Linked DNA regions of Sus scrofa: region 1 is linked to region 2. A link is a contact called in public HiChIP or PLAC-seq data. All regions are on one chromosome and are shown on one strand. The core of a region is the stretch at or near the end of the contact, and the rest is flanking DNA. Distances in the headings are between cores, read along the strand shown. Region 1 holds the start of HRC (sarcoplasmic reticulum histidine-rich calcium-binding protein). Region 2 holds the start of FTL (ferritin light chain).

Evidence for each region. HiChIP or PLAC-seq counts read pairs in DNA pulled down with a chosen protein or histone mark.
Region 1: an H3K27ac HiChIP or PLAC-seq map of alveolar macrophages shows a contact between it and region 2. The contact joins the promoter of HRC here to the promoter of FTL in region 2. A contact is called at or near these places in 1 of 5 promoter capture datasets (fetal liver), 4 of 47 Hi-C or Micro-C datasets (embryonic fibroblasts, heart right ventricle and liver) and 2 of 2 datasets of contacts at active chromatin or transcription factors (alveolar macrophages and skeletal muscle).

Annotation. Positions count from the first base shown.
Region 1 is chr6:54,340,243-54,343,777 of Sscrofa11.1, forward strand. HRC (sarcoplasmic reticulum histidine-rich calcium-binding protein) reads right to left here and starts at 1,396. Exons shown (of 6, transcript XM_003127287.5): 1 at 1-1,396. The coding sequence starts at 1,185. TRPM4 (transient receptor potential cation channel subfamily M member 4) reads left to right here and starts at 2,532. Exons shown (of 24, transcript XM_021094712.1): 1 at 2,532-2,666; 2 at 2,964-3,031. The coding sequence starts at 2,643.
Region 2 is chr6:54,229,410-54,232,560 of Sscrofa11.1, forward strand. FTL (ferritin light chain) reads left to right here and starts at 1,712. Exons shown (of 5, transcript NM_001244131.1): 1 at 1,712-2,064; 2 at 2,231-2,377; 3 at 2,732-2,857; 4 at 3,038-3,134; 5 at 3,137-3,151. The coding sequence starts at 1,963.

The DNA.
Region 1 (3,535 bases), core at 146-2,645, 110 kb after region 2:
GCTAGTCTCTTCTTTGATGGATCCTCTGTGGCCTTGCTGCCTGTGGCTGGCAGGCTGGTGGCCAAGCTTGGTGGAGATGTCCTCATCTTCCTCCTTGAGGACCCCGGGGTGGTGACGACCAGGGCTCTCTCTCGTATATTCGTCTGGGAAGTCCTCCTCCTCCTCAGTGCTCTTGTGGCCTTGGGCTTGGGGGCTTGCAGCATGGTGGCTGAACTTGACCGTGATCTCCTCCTCTCCTTCCTCCTCCTCATCTCCAAGGCCATGGTGGGTATGTCTGGGAACCTGGTGCCAGTGTTCAGTGGATACGACCTCATCCTCATCTTCCTCATTTCTGTGGCCTGGGTGTCCGTGGCCAGGGACATGATGGTGGTGCGAGTCTGAGACGTCTCCATCCTCTTCCTTCTCGTGGCCTTGATGCCCGTGCGTCTGATATTTGTACTCAGCGGAGTCACCGTCATTGTCGTCATCTTCTTCTTCTTCATGGCCTCGGTGTCTGTGGCTGGGGCCGTGATGGTGACGTCCAGCTGAGACGTCTTCGTCCTCTTCCATCCCGTGGTCTCGGTGCCCGTGGGCCTGGTGTCCATACTCGGTGGAGATGCCGCCTTCCTCCTCCTCTTCCTCCTCCTCTTCTCCATGGCCTCGGCGTACATGCCTGATGATATGATGGTGTCGCTCGCTGGACACAATTTCATCCTCATCCTCGTCTTGGTGGCCGTGGCTCCCATGGCTGGGGAAGTGGTGCCTGGGCTCAGCTGAATCATCCATGTCTTTGCTCCCACGGCCTCTGTGCCCACCCGCCTGCGGAGCATGCGCTGTGGTTCCCTCCTCCTCAGAGATGTTCTCATCTCCCACCTCGTGGCCTTGGTACCTGTGGCCTTGGCGGGGATGGGCTGCTTTGGAGACATCTTCTTCCTCTTCTCCGTGGTCTCCAGAGGCCCAGAAATGATGCCCACTCTCCGTGGAGACATCGCTGTTCTCATCCCCATGGCTTCTATGGCTATGCCCGGAGTGACCGAACTTGCCTGATGCGTCCTCTGTGGGCCCGGGGATGCCTGCGTTGTTGTTCAAGTTGCTGGGGCCCAGCCCAGCCCCTCTCAGCTGCTGGGTCATAGCAGGGGGGAGGAGCAGGCTGGCCACAGCAGCCCAGAGGAGAGACGCCTGCAACCATGGCCCAGGGTGGCCCATGGGGACAGACCAGCAGCAGAGCTTCTCCCTGGGCTGGCTCCCGCTGTGGCTGAGGCTATGTCGATGAATACTGGGGTCCCTGTCCCTTTGGGGTCCTTCTCTTTCTTTCTCCCTGTGTCTTTCCTTTGCTGTGTCTCTCTCTGTCTCTGCCCTCTGGCCCTCACTGCCAGGCTCCAGACACCCCTCTGAGACAATCTCCAGAACCCCCTGACCCCCTCCGCCCCTCCCTCCCGCTCCCCAGCCAATAGGGTCTCTCCCCTCCCCTCTCTGTGGCTAAATTTACTTTCGGCCCGGAGTTATTCTGGGTTAGGCCCGGCCTGCCCCTCCCCTCCGGCTCTTTCTCCTCTCAGCTGGGGAGGGGGTGAGAGAAGGGGTCTCTCTTTGGCCAGGAGAGGGGGCCAAGGGACTTGATTTTGAATGCCGACAAGTTCCGGTTTGGCAGCTGCAAAAATGGTGTCAAATTTTCAGTGGGCCAATTTGGGGGGAGCCCGGGCCATGGGAGGAGGGGAGCGGGAAGGGTGTATTTGAGGGGAGAGACCCCTGCCAAGGAAGGATTGGGGGTTAGATTATGGGGAGTTTCCGGCCAGAACGGGCGACTTTGCTGAGATGGTGGATGCCCACAGGGAAGCCCTGGACAGGGGTGAGAGGAATTGTGCTCCAGCGTGCGTACCCATGACCTCCTGTCCCTGGAACTCAGATCTGGGGGCAGGGGATGGGGCCAGGCCAGGGCTATAAATACAGCAGGGGGTGTGTGTGTGCAGGGGGCTCAGGTTACTCAGGAGGCTGCAGCTGTCCCTGTCCCTGGAGAGCTAGCAGGAGACATGGGGGCCCTGCCTGTGTATCAGTACCTCCCCCTCATCCTATCACTGCTGTCCTCACCCCTCGCTCTTTGGGTTCCCAGCCTTCTCTGTGGGTTCCCTTCTCTCAGTTCTTGTTTCTTCACCCGCTCTCTTGGAGTCCCTGTCCCCCTCCCCAGGATTCTGTCCCCTTCTCACTCTCAGGCTTCTGTCTCTCCCTCTCAGTCTGAGTGTCTCCGCCGCGCCCCCACCCCGCCCCCGCCAACTTCCTTCCAAGCACCCCCCCCTCGCTTTGGGTCGATGTAGCCCCTCGCCAATCTCTGTCCCCCCTTTCTGATTCCCTGTCCCAACCTAAGGCTTCGTGTCCCCATCCCATCCCCTTTTTGTGTGCCCTCTCCCTCATCACTGGCATTTCCTCTCTGAGTCCCTGTCCCCCACCCCGGGTCCCCGGCCCCCTCTCCCCGGGTCTCGCCTGCCGGTCCCTCAGACCCTTTGCCCCGCCTCCCGCTCTGCGCGTCTCCGAGATTCCCCGCCCCCTAGACCTGGCCCCGCCCAGGCTGGGCTGGGACGTAGTGGATCCGGTTTGTCCCGGGCGCGTCTAGAGCCCGGGTTGGTTGAGGGAATGCAGGGAGTCGGATAGTTTGCAGAGGCTGCAGCAGCATGGTGGGTGCGGAGAAGGAGCAGGTACAGCGGCCGGACCCCGGGTCTGAGGGAACAGGGAGCTGGGGGCCGGGACCCCTGGTTCCCGGAGAGGAGGGCGCTGGAGACCCAGATTCTTGGGTCAAAGAAGGGGGCTGCTGGGGCCTCGGACGCCTGGGTCCTTGGGGACAGATGGGGGCTGGGGGGAATCGAGTCTCCTGAGTTTGGGGGAGGCGGGCGCTGGGGTCCTGGACTCCTAGGTCTAGGCTGGGGCGCGGGTGAGTCACTCTGTGTCCCTTAGGACTGAACTGGTTCCCCTTCACCCCTTGTTCTTGTCCCCAGAGCTATATCCCCAAGATCTTCAAGAAGAAGACGTGCACAACTTTCATCGTTGACCCCACAGATCCGGGGTGAGGAGCCCACCCGGGGACCGACCCCAGATGTCCACCCCGCCCACCTCAGACCCCGCCCTTCGGCTCCTCCCCTCCCCCAGTCCTGTCCCCGCAGACACTCCCAAGGGCGTTCCCTGGTGGCTCTCTCCCTCGGGGAGGGCTTCGGTCCTTCTGCAAACACATCCAACTAATCCTTCTCACGCTCAGGGTCCGTGTTAAAGCCCCAGGGCTGGGTTCCGTTTCTTTCCTTCCTCGTGTCTCTCCCGTGTGTCTCCGCCTCCTGGTGTCACTTTCTCTGTTTTTCTCTCTCGACTGTCGCTGTTTCATTCATTCGTCCACTCCTCCAAGAAACCCTCACTCCGCACGTCCAAGGGGGCATGATTTTCAAGAGCACAGGCCCTGCTAGGGTTCTAATCTCGGCTGGGACACGTGCTGTGTGGCTTTGGGCAAAACGTTTCACCTCTCTGGGCCTCATCCGTCATCTGGGCATAAAAACAGGCTCTGGCTCTACCTGCTGGAATT
Region 2 (3,151 bases), core at 462-2,961:
ACTTGGGGCCCAGCCAGGCCTAGCTCCCAGGGCCCTGGCCCAGGCTGCAGCCACCCCCGTGGAGATGAGGTCAGCGAGCCGGTCCCACCCCGCTCCTCTGCCGGCGCCCCTTCCTGCGCTGAGTTCAGCATGACTCAGCATGGCTGCTCTCCTGGCCACTGGCCCAGGCACCCCTGGAGGACCCCAGATACCAGCCTGGCTGGAGCCCCCTTGATCAGGGGGTGCCCTGCCTGGGCTGCTTGGAAAGGCTTCTCCGCGAGGCAGGCCCAGACCTCCCCCACCCGACGACCCCCAGCAGTTCCAGCTCCCCTGTCCCAGCCTCCAGCTGCCTGCATTAAGGGCGCCTAAATAGGGTCAAGTTCCTGTCTTTGTTTCTCCTTTCTCCCAACAACAAGGAGCTCCTTGAAGGCAAGAATCTTGGTATGAGCTGGCACTGCCACCCAGGCACCAACCTGGACCAGACACAATTTTAAAATGTCCCTTAGTTAAAGACAGACATCCCAGCCACCAGTCCTCAGCACCTGTCTCTGATCTTTTTGTTTGTTTCTTAGGGCTGGCACCTGTGGCATATGGAAGTTCCCAGGCTAGGATGTGAATCAGCTACAGCTGTGATCCGAGCTGGGTCTGCGACCTACACCACAGCTCAGGGCAACGCCAGATCCTTAACCCACTGAGCGAGACCAGGGACCGAACCTGAAACCTCATGATTCCTAGTTGGATAGTTTCTGCTGCGCCATGATGGGAACTCCCCCACCTCTGTGATCTTGAAGGAGCATGTGTCAGGCAAGACAGAGGCAGCTTCAGAGAGATTGCTTTGGAGCCAGGATATGCAACCTCAGAGAAACCTCCAAAGTTCCAATGTCCTTTCACCCCTTTCCATCTCAGCTCCCACAAAAACAGTGGGCTTTCAAAAAACCCCACAGGATTCCAAGTGGCCCAATCTTTTGAGGGCTCCCAAAGGGCTCTCCAAGAGCCCCCACCTCTTTAAGAAGATCCCACTAGGCTTCCAGAAACATCCCTCTCCCTTATTCCCAGGCTGAATCCCAGGGCTCTCCAACTGTCTCTTTTAATCTTGCAGATCACCTCAAGGGCCCAAGACTTCCCCCTGGAAGTTTCCATAAAAATAGGGACTTCCATGGTCTTCCGAATTCACTTTTGAGTGAACCCCAAGTCTCCAGGTGCCCCAGCCAACCCATTTCACAGAGAGCACCCTAAGTATCTAGAAATATCTCACAGCCTTCCAAACTTCCCAATGATCGAGGGCCCCCCCCAACCCGACCCCTTATCTCCCAGGGCAACCCCACTCCTCTGGACGTTTCTGCACCTCTGAGGAACCCCCAGGGCTCCAGAAAAGTCCTCGCTCTGACACAACCCCCGCATCCAACCTACTTTCCTGAGACATCCTCAGGAACCAAGAATCATTATTTTCCAGGGCTCCCAGTGCTCTCACTAATCTTTCACTACCAGGAAGTACCCCTAGAATTCTCTCACTTCCCAGATTTAGTCCCAGAACCCTTGCTCCCCATGAAACCCCCCATCCCGCGATTTCTCCTTTCACAACAACCTCGCGCTCAGAGCGCGTGACTTCCCTACCTCCGGGCGGGAGGCTGGGGCTCCTATCTGCTCCTGATTGGTCACGAGCGAGCTCCAAGTCCAGCCTCCCGCCCCCGCAGATTGGCTGACTCCTCTCCCCGACCGCCCCACTGCTCAGGTTCCCCGCGCGCTATAAAAGGAGCCGCCCTGGCCACAAACTCGCAGTGTGCTCGGCGGTCCCCCGGATCTGTCTCTTGCTTCAACAGTGTTTGGACGGAACAGACCCAGGGACGCCCCTTGCTCCAGCCTCCGACTACCCTCCAACCTTTTTTCCAGTCGCAACCTTCGGACTCCGCCTCTCAGCTATCTTCAGTCTCCGGGACCAGCCAACACCATTTTTTGAGCTTAGCTCCTTATTGCCGACCAGCCATGAGCTCCCAGGTTCGTCAGAATTATTCCACCGAGGTGGAGGCCTTCGTCAACCGCCTGATCAACATGCATCTGCAGGCCTCCTACACCTACCTCTCTCTGGTAAGGGTCCCCAAGATGCCCCCGGCCCAAGTTTCCCTTAGCTGCGCACCTCTGACCCTCTGCGCACGCGCTGGCCTTCTTTGTCCCACTGTGTAGTTGGAAGGCGGAGTCCGCAAGCCCGGCCTCGCCTCCGGCTAACCATTGTTCACGCCTTCTCTTCCCGCAGGGCTTCTATTTCAACCGCGACGATGTGGCTCTGGAGGGCGTGAGTCATTTTTTTCGCGAATTGGCCGAGGAGAAGCGCGAGGGTTCGGAGCGTCTCTTGAAAATGCAAAACCAGCGCGGTGGCCGCGCCCTCTTCCAGGACGTGCAGGTAAACAGTGTGAGCAGCGGACTACGATTCCCAGCGGCCCCTGCGCTTGAAGCCCTTTGACCAGGGCTGTTCAGGCACGGCGTAGGCTTCTGGGAGATGGAGTTCAGTTTTGTGTGGGTGGTTGTATTACAGCTGGAAACGGAGGCGGGTTCAGTTCCCCCACGAAGTGGCGGTCCAGACCGCAGCGTGTGGTATCCTGGAGCGTAAGGTTGTGAGACACTGAGGGTGATCGATTTAAGCTCTTAGACGTTTTTTCGGCTTAAGCCCTAACTCCCGTCACTACTGGGAAATTAGTTTTTAGTCCTTTCCAGCGTGTGCGTGGTTAGTACTGAGCGGTCTCTGCCTTCCGTATAGAAACCATCTCAAGATGAGTGGGGTAAAACCCAGGACGCTATGGAAGCCGCCCTTCACTTGGAGAAGGGACTGAACCAGGCTCTTGTGGATCTGCATGCGCTGGGTTCTGCCCGCGCAGACCCCCACGTGAGTATCTCCATTTTCTCCCTATCCATCCCAAGACCTTTCCTGGCAGGAAGCCTGCATCTTGAGTTAATAGTTAACCTTGGCCACGTTTGATTGGGCTCATTGCCTTCTGAGCCTCCCTCCCCCATCCATCACATTGTTAGATTTACAAATGGTAACATTTTCTCTTCTATCACTCAGCTCTGTGACTTCCTGGAGAACCACTTCCTGGATGAGGAGGTGAAGCTCATCAAGAAGATGGGCGACCACCTGACCAACCTGCGCAGGCTCTCTGGTCCCAGGCTGGGCTGGGCG